Linked DNA regions of Sus scrofa: all the other regions are linked to region 1. Evidence: chromatin contacts called from public Hi-C and HiChIP or PLAC-seq data. All regions are on one chromosome and are shown on one strand. The core of a region is the stretch at or near the end of the contact, and the rest is flanking DNA. Distances in the headings are between cores, read along the strand shown.

The links. A called contact is a pair of places that touch in the nucleus more often than the background predicts. HiChIP or PLAC-seq counts read pairs in DNA pulled down with a chosen protein or histone mark.
Region 2: an H3K27ac HiChIP or PLAC-seq map of skeletal muscle shows a contact between it and region 1, with 6 times the contacts expected there. The contact joins the enhancer-like site here to the promoter of FIGN in region 1. A contact is called at or near these places in 11 of 47 Hi-C or Micro-C datasets (alveolar macrophages, embryonic fibroblasts, fetal heart ventricle and 7 more) and 1 of 2 datasets of contacts at active chromatin or transcription factors (skeletal muscle).
Region 3: a contact with region 1 is called in a Hi-C map of fetal heart ventricle, with 4 times the contacts expected there. The contact joins the enhancer-like site here to the promoter of FIGN in region 1. A contact is called at or near these places in 3 of 47 Hi-C or Micro-C datasets (embryonic fibroblasts, fetal heart ventricle and heart right ventricle) and 1 of 2 datasets of contacts at active chromatin or transcription factors (skeletal muscle).

What each region holds. Positions count from the first base shown.
Region 1 is chr15:70,392,203-70,396,423 of Sscrofa11.1, reverse strand. It overlaps FIGN (fidgetin), which reads left to right and starts at 2,329. Exons shown (of 3, transcript XM_003483662.4): 1 at 2,329-2,780; 2 at 3,558-3,727. The coding sequence starts at 3,703.
Region 2 is chr15:70,005,246-70,009,466 of Sscrofa11.1, reverse strand. No RefSeq gene overlaps it. Among named protein-coding and RNA genes, the nearest start is that of FIGN, 390 kb to the left of the region's middle. Within about 2 kb of position 1,791, at least 39 of the 83 cell types and tissues checked have an H3K27ac peak or open chromatin away from gene starts, as enhancers often do. A contact at or near this core is called in mesenteric adipose tissue, retroperitoneal adipose tissue, skeletal muscle and 1 more, where this site is marked.
Region 3 is chr15:70,132,371-70,136,591 of Sscrofa11.1, reverse strand. No RefSeq gene overlaps it. Among named protein-coding and RNA genes, the nearest start is that of FIGN, 260 kb to the left of the region's middle. Within about 2 kb of position 1,726, at least 5 of the 83 cell types and tissues checked have an H3K27ac peak or open chromatin away from gene starts, as enhancers often do.

The DNA of each region.
Region 1 (4,221 bases), core at 1,080-3,579:
TAAAAATGTGTATTTCAAATGAATATATAAGAATTGAAAAAAATACTTCTTATCTACTAATAAACTTCAGCTAACCACACTTTTCCTGCCCCCTTTTAAAAGTAGGGCTTATTTTGTTTTAGATATTGAAAATGAATTGCTTTAAGTTGATAATCAAAATACATTGTTTTTAACTCAATGGTTATGTCATTATTTCTTTTATATTCAGTATTTTGGTTTACAAGAGGAACTGTAAATTCAATACTGGGAATTTAGTGTTAAAGGTTGATGAGCTTTGAACTTTTTTTTAACAAACAAGAACAGAGCAGTTTTGCCTGAATTGCACAGAGGACTTCTCATAGGCATTCTCCACATGAGTGATAACTGAAATTATAAATTCTTCACAGTTGTTTAATTCATCTGTACTCAGTTCAACAGTGACCCATAGATACTTTCCTCCACTTATTTCTTTGTGGTGAAATCCAATGAGCAACTTCTCATAATATCATTTTCAAAGCTATCTTGTAAAATATAACTAAAGGGGCTTCAGTGTTCTGTTACATCAGAATAAAGTTCTTCTGTTTTATTTTGCAGTCTGGTTTTTAAAAATGTACAGAAAGGTCAAATCTATTCGAAATAGAATTTCATTCCCTAGAAATATTTAGTAAGATCTTGAATCACCTTTTTTTATTTTAAATTGTCGTCTGTCTAGATTTAACTAAAACACTTTTTCTTTCTTATTGTGTTAGCTAAACGCATCCATTCAATAGCTATCCATCCAAAGGTAAGAAAAACACATGAGAATGAAATTAATTTCAGAGTATATATTTGGTATATTTTAAAAGCTGCATTTCATCATCTGGAGAGCTGCAATTTACTCTATTAAATCTGCAGCAGAGAAGCGGGGTAAATGTGAATAACCAGCTCGTTATGAGGAGGGTCAGTCCTATACTAGTATATTTTCAGTTCCAACCTTCAAGGGTAACATTTTCAGCTTGATGGGCTACTGGTCGAATATTTAATTTGCCTCTTTCATTCTTAGCTTAGTTGAAATATAGAGGACCGGATGTCCACCAGGCCAAAGTATAAACTTAACCATTTATCTATTAAAGTCATATTTAATGAAAACGAAGAGAAATTATTACCCCACTCACTCTCTTTCTCATTACAATTTCTAAAGAACTTTGCTGGGCACATTATCTCGTAGACATCATGATCAAATGTTATTGTTTGCTTTATTATCTCAGTTGGATGGTTGGCTAGTCTAGAATGAAATAGGTTGAAGGCAGTACTCGCAGCCTAGAAGTCTGAATGAGGTTCCCATTCAAATGATCCTGGTTGTTGGGGGTGGGGCGGGGTGATTAGTAAACCAACTGAGCTTACATTGCATAGTAAGTGTCTGGATGCAGCACATTTACATCTAACAAGAGACCCCAGAAAACGTGTGTGTGTTTCTTAAACCTTATGTTCCGAACAAAAGGCTATCTCAGGAACAGACAATCAGCACTGCATTGCTCCCTGGGATGCAGCAACACACTCAACTGCACATTTCTTTCTTCCTCAGCTCCCAGCACCACAAAGCCCCTACTCTCTTCCCACTCCTGGGTCCCCACATTGCACCATAGAAGGGGGCTGGGAAAGCTGAAGCCTAACGTTTATGCCTGCGCACCAGCCGCCCGCACCGGGCCCCCCAGGCGTTGCTTTCCCCTACCCGAGCCGCCTGGGGGAGGTAGGGAGGGGAGCAAGAGAGCAGAAGAGTGGACCGCACACCTAGCTACTTCGGATTTTATTTATTCACAGGGCGGCGCGGGAGGGGAAGTGGGTTAATTCGGATTTTTTTTTTTCCCCGAAGTTGCCTCCTCTTGGCAGATAAAGTCATTTTCTGGCTGGTGTTAGGGGCCCAGGGGAGAGTGCGGGTGAGGTCCGGGTTCCCGGGGCCATATCCCGTCCTGTGCGCGGAGTCGAGGGGGGTGGGGAAGGGTGAACCCGCCGCAACTGTCGAGAGGGCCTGGAGTGGGCAGGGAGGGGTAGTGGGCCGAGAGCCCTTCAAGGCGGGCAGGGAGCGAAGGGCCGGCTGGTCACGCGTGGGAAAGAAAGGCCCCTTTCCCCCGAGGCATCGCTCCCCTTTCCCCAGACTGGGCCGCCTGAGAGTGCGGGCAGGCAGAGCTCCCTGTCCCCGCGCGCGTAATCATGACCTCGGGGCCCCCTCCGGGCCGCGTGAGCGCGTCGACGAGGCTGGGCGGCCGCCGCGGCCCCGGCCGTGTAACATGACCCGAGCGGCCGGCCGGCCAGCGCGGCGCGGCCATTGAGCCCTCCCTGCCCATGAATCTCTGGCGCGTCTCTAGCTCGCTCGCCGCTTGCCTCCCGCCTCCCTTTCTCCCCCTCCAGCTCCGCGGGCTCCGTGCGCCTCTCCCTCTCCCTCCCGGTCCTCCCGCTGCCCGTCTCTCTCCACTGCCCGCCTCTCGCCACTGCCTCCCGTCTCCTCTCCCTCACGGCAGCCTCGGTCTCTTTCTCCCTCTCTCCTTTGAAAACTGATCTTTGGCTCTTAGTGTGAAAGTGATTTGAATTTGGCTCGGCGGCGCTCTGCGCCTGCGCCCAGCCTCTGGCATGCTGGCTCCTTCCAAGCAGCTGTTTTGGGTTTGAAATTCCAACATGGCAGAGGCTGCAGTCCGTCTTCCCTTCAAAAACTTGGAATGATTTCAAATCATAGGCACCTTCACTTAACCCTAGCTTCCATTCATCAGCAAACACATCGGATCGATGCTACGCTAACCTATCGGGTTTTCGCTCCGCGCGTTCAGGTAAGAGGAGCTTCGTAGTTTTCTACCATCTGTTTAAATTTGTTTTGGTTTTTGTTTGTTTAATTTTAAAGAATATAAATAAATCCAAGACCTGTAATGAAAAGAGATCTTCGAGTTGTGCCGTAAACATTAAATTTAATTTGCATCCCGTTTATATTCTGTACACCAACCTGCTGTCTAATTTCTCAGTACAAAGTAGCCCTGAAACATTATAATGCATATTTTTGCTGCTTAATCATTGTAACAATAGTGTAGGATTAAGAGTTCGCGGTTGCAAGAGTCTCGTTTTCCGCTATATTGAGCTTACTTATTACTATATTTTTACTTCGAAATAAAAAAAAAAAATAAGAAAGCGGAGCCATAGGGTGGGGCTAGACTTTCTTTGGGAACTAACTTCTAAGTAAATAAGAAGTGTAAATAAGAATCTTGCACACACAAAAAGTTGAGGTTAAATTACAATCTCGTGGCTGAGGGACGTGAAAATGTCAGAAGATCGGTTGCAGAAAAATGTAAGCACATCATCTTGGAGGGGGTACAGCGTGGTGGGCGTATTGTTGGCAAGGAACGGGAGAGAAAGATGTATAATTTAATGGTATATACAATCCACTGATCCTATTACCGTCCTCCCCGGAGCTCTTGTTAGTTTCAATGGGAGTGAGTGAAATTGACATGGACTTGCATTCCTGGTCATGTGCTTTTTTTCCTTTCTTTCTTCTCCTGTGATCTGAGATCCCCTTTTTGTTGATGTTGCTTTCCCCCTTAATTATATGCATGTAGGTTAAATGAATACCTGACGAAAGGGCCCACGTTTCAAGGCAGTGACATTTGATAGCTGAGAGGAAAAGTGGCTTTAATGAAAAGCAACCTTTGGAATTCCTGCTTGTGAGAAATCCAATTCAGCTTTTTGTGCTGCCAGCAAGAAATGATCAGTAGCACCAGTGTTTATGGTATGTCAGTTTTGGAATTTACTTCCTTTGCATCTAAATAGGAAAGACAAATTAAATAGCATGATAAAACCATTGAAGACTCTGCTTGGGAAGCAGCTGCTCATGATATATAATTCCTTTAAAATTATATATATGGATATTTTAATCTGTCAAAATCTTGTTTGTTTTTGCTATTACTTGTTTGTATATTTCAGTTTTGATTAATAGATTCCTGAAGTCCACCTTTATTGGTTTTAGCTGTAATCCCAAAGTTGCATGTTGCTAGTAATGCGCTATATAACCACTGAAGTCAAATGGTATGTAAATGAGTTAAACTCAGTGTGAGGTTTTTTGGGGGGAGGGGGCTGGGCGGAGAGGGGAGAGGGTGCGATTGTGGGGAAAGAATGCTTACTAATGAAAGTATATATATTTATATACATATGTACACACACAGAAGTGGATGACATTTTTTTTCTCAATCTATTAATGAATTTTGACTCTGCTCTCAATGATTG
Region 2 (4,221 bases), core at 542-3,041, 390 kb after region 1:
GCAACAATAGAGAAAAATTGTTGTTACCTAAAAACTGAAAGTTAAATTATCATCAATGCTGTGCCAAGCAGAGAAAGCATTAGCGAATGTGAATAAGCACTGCAGAAAATGTGAGGTTTTTCCTCCAGATTTGTGGAAAAAACCCTGCTGAATTACTTAGGAAAGAGCTTACATTGTTTTTTATGCCTTGTTATTCTTATTGTAACTTCTGAGTTCAAGCATGTTACTGTTCCCAGCATGTTATGCAAACACAGAGGAGCAAAATGATTGTTTCAAAAAAGATGAGTACAATTATTTTAATGTTAAAAACTACTTAATTCCCGTCTGGCAATTTCTTTTTTAACTTGTCAGTTAGTCACTACTTAGGCATTTGGTAATGTATTGCCAGTAACTGTTTCAATTTATTATTTCTAGTCCCCACATTCATGGATAAAACAATGTTTAAACTTGCTTATGTTCTCAGACCTCTAGATTCAAATGCTTCCTGGACACTTTAAGCTCTCCCAATGTGATCTGAGTCTGCACCATTCTCAGGATGTCGGGTGGGGCCCAGGGAACACTGTTAATTTGAGAGGGTACAAGGATGTAGTCATGCATTCAAATTATTTCTAACTTCCCACCAGAAATCAAATTCGTGTTTTGGAAAATTAGTACTTAGCCAAGTTCTGGGGAAGAAAGCATTTTATTTAATAATAGTTCAAATAATGCAGTAAAAATGCCTCTCTGTGCATTTGAACTGGCCCTGGTGGCCTGATTCAGTATTTTGCACATTTTCTTGACTTTTCAAGCTTCATACACACAAAAAGAAATTGTACAAAACATTTAGCACTATTTTTTTTTCCATAGCTGGTAATGGGGCTTTCACAACACAAAGGCAAGGAAAAATTATTTGGAAAGGTGAACAGGATTTTAGAAAAACTAAAAAACTCTCCTCATACATTTTAGACTCAGCTTTCTGTCCCTTTCCTATGTGTTTTAAATCGAGTCACTTGATTCCCTGAAAGAATTATGCTTATGAACTTTAAATGCTGAATGTAATCATCCATAATTGACCCACAAAAACAAATTTCATAGAGAAGAATGATGTTAAAGACTGCTATTTACTGACAGTTTTTTTTTTTTTGTGCCTCTGCTTACCAAATAGGTAAATAATCTACCACTCTATTGCCCAAACTATTTCAGAATTCACATATGCACCAAAGAAAATGTGGCTTTGAGCTCCTCTTGCAAATAGCTCCTATCCTAAGATCTTAGAAGTTTTATCTTGTGCAAAAAGGCAGTTTTCACCAGTAACACAGCCATCTGTTTAGTAAAAACAAGGCTAGCTAGTGAATTGCAACTTGTGTGTGAATGTGTGTGTGTGTGTGGTGTGTAGTGGAGGTGGTGGTGAGAGAAGGTCAAAGGGTAAATTCCAATTGCTGTGACATATTTTTATGAGCTGAATCATACCCAGCTTTTAGCCTTGAAAGGGGAAGAAGATCTTAGAAAGGGAAGTAACATGAATGGTCAGGTCAAGAAAATCCTCAAGAAGAGCTCTTCCAAATTAGTGTTAATTGCTCCCCAACCTGCCATATTCATCCATTTGAATTTTATTTTATTGTCCTAGGACTTGAAAAGATCCATTTTCTCTTACAGGAATACCAGTAAAATTTGGATTGTCAAAGACAAAGTTCTCTTGGAGGATTTACTTCCCTTTTTATACCTTTGGTATTTTTCTCCTTGTTGGAGGGGCGAGGGGTGAAGCATCCTCAAAAGTCAGGAAGGAGGAGGAGACTACGTTCACAGTTAGTTCCCAGCCCAAGGCTGACAAAGCACTGCTGCAGCAGGAGGGAAAATGCTAACCAGAGCGAGGGAGAAAAGACAGAAGGGGCCCCAGAATCCCAGCTTGCTTAGAAGCCTTAACAACTTCACCCTACCCTTCCTCTCTGGGCTCCCTTCTCTCTGACAAATGTGGAGGCTATTTTCTGCTTTTTCCAAGAGGTACTGCCAGGATTAAAAACAAAACAAACAAACAAACAGAAAAGAAAAGAAAAGAAAAGCTGATTCTAAAATCAAGAAAGAAGAAGCAGAAGGGTCAGGGGCAACAGTCAAGGCAGAAGCAGCGGCGGTGGCCAGTTCAGCGCCGGCATCACCGCTCCCGCGGCGCTGTCGCGGGCAGCGGCCGCCGCGGTGACAGCCCCAGTGGCAACAGCTGAGGGGAGGCCAGGCTTCTCCCGGTGCCAACGCACTGGGGTCGGAGTGGGGAGTCCCTATCGCTCCCATCTTCTGAGCAAGCACATTCTTCTCATTCCTTCACTCTCGCCTTCTCAGTGTCAGCTGACCGACTGCTCCCTCCCTTGCCTTGGGGATTGGCAAAGCCGCCTTTCTTTTCCTGCGATGCAGGAGAATGACACCCGGATTTGTTCTAGTAGGTGTCCCTGCCGCCTCAGGCGTGAGTTCCCAGAGCCAGTTAGACCTGGGCCTCCCTGGGCATCTGTCTCCCGGTTGGTTCATCGAATCCCAAGGCATTTTGTGGGTGAGATTGCCAGTGACTAAACAAGACCTTAAATTTCAAAGTTGATGGGTATAAATCTAGGCATCAGTTGAGAGGGTGACCAGCTCCAAGGCACTGAAAGAAGATGAACAAATGAGGCAATTTCAGTATTATCAGAGACAACATTATGACCCTTTTTGTTGTAAAAGGAACACAAATGTAGCTACAGATTGAATGAAGTTATAGGCCATTAAAGGGCAAGAGAGAAGAGGGAAGGGATAATAGGCACTGTCCATTTGAGCCTGTTATACTTACTGTTTCAAATCTATTCAGACAGTGTTAGTGGCAAATACATAGTTTACCGGCAATAATAAATGAGGGAAGGAGTAGAGATAAATCTTAGGGAGCGCGGCAGTGCATTTAGAGTAGTGACAATTGCTATTTATTTGCTTTTCTCTTATGAAAACTATACAGGGCAAGGTTATATGTGCGATGCACATCTTTATAATATTTTTTCCCCATATTTTTGGAAGTCAGGGTGAAAGAAAGCATTCAACTTTATTTTCTTTAATTAGATATACGAAAAAAATCAATAAGCCTTTTTTTAGTATGGATTTCTCTCCTCTAGTCAATGTTCAAGCAAAACTAATTGTACATTTTTTTACATTTATAGCCAACCTGTTTGCCTATCCCATATGACTGTTAAATTCTACCCTAAAAGTTTACAATATTTCATGTATATGAACTTTAACTCTGCCATACAGCTGTGTATTTCTTCATACATTTGGCCTTTAACAATCGAAGGGTTTAGACACGTTGTTCACTTGCTGGAGAAATAAATAGAGTTATTTTGTTTTTAAGTATAAGCTCCTGAAGGGCAAAACTGGGGATTTCTTCATAGTCTGGAGGCTACCAAACTCACAATTAGCTTTAAGTAAGTGCATTTTTGGTTGGGAAGAACAAGTAAGTCAAACTTCAAAATTTAAACTTGTGTATATAAGATAATTGGTTTTAATTAAATGGGGAAATTAAAAAAAATTTAAGAGGGATAGAACGAACGAACATAGTGCCTTAAATTAGGAGAGGTAATTATTTGATCTGATGAAAAAAGTGTATAGAAATTTTGAAATGCATTACATTTTATTTTATTTTTTTTTGAAATGGAGTGGAATAATTACAAGTAAGATTACATTTGTTGCATAAATGAATGTGATCAAGATATTCATTTGTATTAGAAAAACAATTAGACTACATGTAGATAAATTGTTTTATATATTTCAGTAACATAATGTAGCATTTTGCAAAATTTCGAAAAGAATTTTCTTAAAGATAATTAAGAGAATTAACCCTATCGACTCATTTAAATACTTTTTTCAATGTGAAATCGAAGGATTTATTATAAATGATATGTGAGAGTAAGTGGAAACTTACACTGCATTTAGAGTATTCTTTAAGTGGCTTAAAAAAAAGAAAGAAGAATGAAGTGTTTATACTTCTGTGGTGAGCTGAGTAAATAGAATTTTTGTGTCTCCAATTTCATTTAGACATTTTATATTTTTATAAAGTATAATTTTAAGATTTTGATGTAGTTTTTAATTTGTCTCTTAACATGTACATGGGGTTTTGTTCTTCATTGGCTCTTTTAATTAAAGAAAAACCAAAGCTTTATTCATTCATCGATTGATTCTAATTTGTTTATTATTTTATTGTATCAAAGCTCTTTTCTAAACACAGTGACGTTGGTCAAA
Region 3 (4,221 bases), core at 477-2,976, 260 kb after region 1:
GCCTAGAGAGCAGCTTTCTTCATGTTTCCATCAAAGAAGAACACATCCTTGCTAATAGAAATATTATTTAAAATGCTGTGAATCGGCAGGAGCTTGCAGCAGTGGCAACAACCAGCAGTCCTGCGTTAGCATAGCAGCCCGCCCTGCCCTTGTGCTGCCCACAAATGACCAGGGAAATCCCAGAGGTACTCTTGAATTTCTGCATTCTCATTTCTTCAGCTGTAAAATATCTGTCACTCACATTCCACACTGGCCAAAGTGACACCTGCCAGTCTCAAGAACAAGGACAAATTATTGTCCGTCTGCCAACCACGTCTCAGCAATGAGAGCAGAGCAATAGCAGGAATGTGCATCTGACAGTGTATTGTTAAACACTAATTTGTTTTTTTGGATGTTTCTTTCAAGAAGGCTAATTTTCAGCATATTACTGTTTAACATTCAGGACCTGCTTTTGTGGTACATTGTATATCTTAATGACACATTTAAAAATACTTACAAATAGGTGGCAACATATATATTGAATAAGCTCAGGTGTCACTGGGTAGGGTAACATGATGGTTTTGTCATGGCTTTGGTCATGAATAGAAGGCTTCTAGGGTACTTTTAGGGTCAGATTCAAATGCATTTCCTTAGACCCACCTTCCAAAACTTGTGTGTGTGTATGAGAGAGAGAGATCTGTCATCATGTCACATGAAGTTATGCAATATTCTATCTGTTGTTGATGAAATGCAACATGACAGAATGTAATGTAATGTAACATATCAAAAAATGTAAATAATATACTTTGGGAGATTAGATATCTGCTGTCAATTCCTATCGTAGGGATCTGAACAGAACCTACCGAGGCGGACAGAAGCTCAGTGAACGCCAAACTGGCCGTGGTGTCTGAGAACCGACACACACCACAGTTCACTGATTTCCTCAATTACTTTGGGGTAGTTTGGCACGTATAGAAATGTTCAACAAAAGTTTTCTTGTTGGACACTTCTGGGAAGCAATCTGATTGTTAATTACAAACGCTCAGGGTGATTGCTCTGCATAATTGTTTTACTCCTTCAGCACTCCATTAGAAGCTTATCTGCCAAAGGTTTATTTTTAGATCTTTGAATTTTTAACATCATTCTTACATCAAACTGATGCAGTATGAGTGACCTCTCCGTATAAAATCCTTTAACCAGCCAAGGTAATCTCGTGCCTCCTGTGAGAGGTAGAAGAAGAGAGATTGTATGACCATGTGTATTTTATTTCCAACAGCATCTGTAATCAAGCCACACACACACACATTTCAAAATACGCCTGTTGAGAAATAACTTCAGTTATGTGCTCTACATTGCTTCAAAATAGTTAAGAGCAAAAGGTATATCTCAGAATTAAACCAAATGCATTCCAGATGCTATTTCTTTTTATTACCAAGCTTTAGTGATAGGTTCTTAACAATAGACAACACAAAACAAGTCCACCTTGCCTTAAAAGTAAGTGGGCAGAAGCTCATTTGATACTGCATTCCTGAGAATGGAACCTTTTATTTGCTGTCATAGTGATGACTTTTAATTGTCCTAATAAATAAGCTTTTAAAAAGCTTCTAAAATGTTCTCTAATAATACACTTTGGTCTTTAGCCATAGAAATGCAGAAATAATTAGAAGTGGCATTGTGTACACTGCCTTCTGGACTGGGCTGAAGGTGAAGGAGAAAGTCTCATGCTATCCTTGTCAGCTGCAAGGGTAATTACTGCTGGCTGAAATTACTCAACATTTGTTTATAAGCTCCCCAGAGCATGCTGTAAATAGATTGTCTGTTATAGTCCAATCACATTAAAACGCTGCTCCTTGCAAACTGCTACCTCCTGTTTTCTGTAAGCTAGACAGAGAAAGCCTGCTGCTCACTTACTGAGCACTGAGCAGGGAAGAGCTATGTTTAATGTGATTGTTTTCATTAGATTCTTCTCTGGCCAAGATCACATTTGTTGTTTTCAGAGTCTGAATGCTAGTGGGGTACATCACTTTCATTAGGACCTTTTTATTTGCTTTAGGGAGGATGTGTGTTTCCTTATTATTGCAGTGTGCATGTAGCAGTTCGGAAGGAAATGTAAAACAGTGCAGAAGAGGGGCCATATACCTTCCTTTCCACACAGAGGATTTGTTTATCTATGTTGAGTTTTAGAAAGTTCATAGCATTTAATGGTTATATCAGTTTGATTTCATTTAGCAAATATTTATAGAGTCCTCACTGTATGCTTAATACTAGATTAGGTACTATAAAGATAAATATTTATAGCTTTTAGGAAGACTAAAATCTAGCTAGGGGGAAATGACTTGGATATGTGATAAGGTTAAAGATTTATTAATAAGATGTGTGATAAAATGCAAATTTGAAATGTAGTAAGTACCAAATGGATATGCAAAGTCTATATGTGAATCATTAGCAAGTTTTTATGTTTAGGGAGTAAGTAGAATTTACTGTTTTGGAAAGGTAATAAAGCTTTATGAATGAAATTAATTATGTCCCCTTCCAAGGGGACCAGAGACAACCCAGACAGTAGTTAGCTCAGCTTTTTGGTAAACCTTGCTTTTGGTTTATCATTTTTCATGGGAGAGATTTGATTAGTGCTTTAGGCTGGCTGTCCTGAAAAGTTCTGAATACAGGAGAGAATAGGAGATTAAAAGTAGCTCATTGGAAAGAACCTGGATATTCAGTGAACCAAATCCTACAATAGTCCAAGTTTGTTCTCTAACTGATAAATAGGCAAATTTGGCTATTTTGTGGGAAAAGAATTGAGAATAATTTTTGAGTTCTGTTTTATAATTGACCAAGATTTACAAAATCTGGGTATTGTGTCTTTATAGCAGTCACAAATAAAAAATTGCATTTGACTTCATCAAGAGAATGAACTACTCTATAAACCTGTCTTGAAAAGTTTTGTCCTTTCAAACATTGGACGAAAAATACTGCAGACAAGGAATATTTCTCAGTGGGTGGCAGGCATAGTAACAAGAAATGCAAATTGTAAAAATTCAGATCTGAGAGACAGAAGGACTAGTTGTGAAGTGGAGGAAAAATAGGTATATAGTCTTACTTTCTAGGAAATATTTGGCTTTTTTCTTCCTTTACACCATTCCAATTTTTTTTCTCAGAGAAATTATCCTTCCTTTTTATCAAGTCTGGAAATCTCCCATTTCCTATTATGTATACTGATTTCACTGGCAAGCAGTTCAAGAAAGAAAGATTTGAGTGCCAGAAAGGATGATTCAATTACATTTTACAATAATTCCTGGAAGTACCATATTCTAGGCTTTAGTGCAGAAAAGCACATCAAATGCAGATCAGATTTTGGGTAGGCACATATATTGCCATGCAAAGTGAGAGATATTTTACTTAGAAAACTAAATGAACATGGGGATGCCAGTGGTGTGTTTATTTCAGAATGTTTGGCTAAATTTATTTTCAAGAGAAAAGTAAAGCTAAATAAAATCATTATTTAGCACTGACACACATTGTCTTAATATAGACTGAATCCATTTGTAATCTATATAACATTTTTATATGCTCCCCATTACTCACTTTATGCCATTAGGAAAGCACTGAATCTTTAAAGAGAAACTTCCTACAGCTAAAAAAGACATTAAGGGGGGAAAATGCTGGGAGCCATAGTGACAGGTACAACTAAGCTTGTATCCTTCAGTTCCCTGGAAACCAGTCAAACACTATCTCATCTTGCAATGGTTGTGTCTGATCCTCTGCTTCAGACATCTTCCTAATAATGGCAACTGCAGAGGTGACTCTCTGCAAATAAGGGCTTGCAGCCACTGGGCATCCATCACATTTCTCCAGAGCAACATTAGACCACCCTAATGGGTACTCCCGTCTTCATTATGATATTAATTCTCTAAATTTCCGAAGTGATTTCATTTGTAATATGACAAAGGCTGGCTGCTCAGGAGACAAACTGTTTTCATCCCCCTCCTGCACGCTCACAAAGGCTTGCTCTTTAGTCTTTGGGGGAAAAGGAATTTGATAGCATCAGATCTCTTGTGATACACAAGGCTGGCTAACAGCTACACCACCTGCCAGCACTTCATGCCTGGCCATCCAGCCTGAAGCTTTCTAAAGCAGTGGTTGATGAGTGGAACATGGATGTTGGTTTGGAAAGAAGCTATGTGGAGAGAAAACAGCAGCAGAATAAAAAACTCGGCATGGAAGCTGAGTGGGATTTGAGGGTAA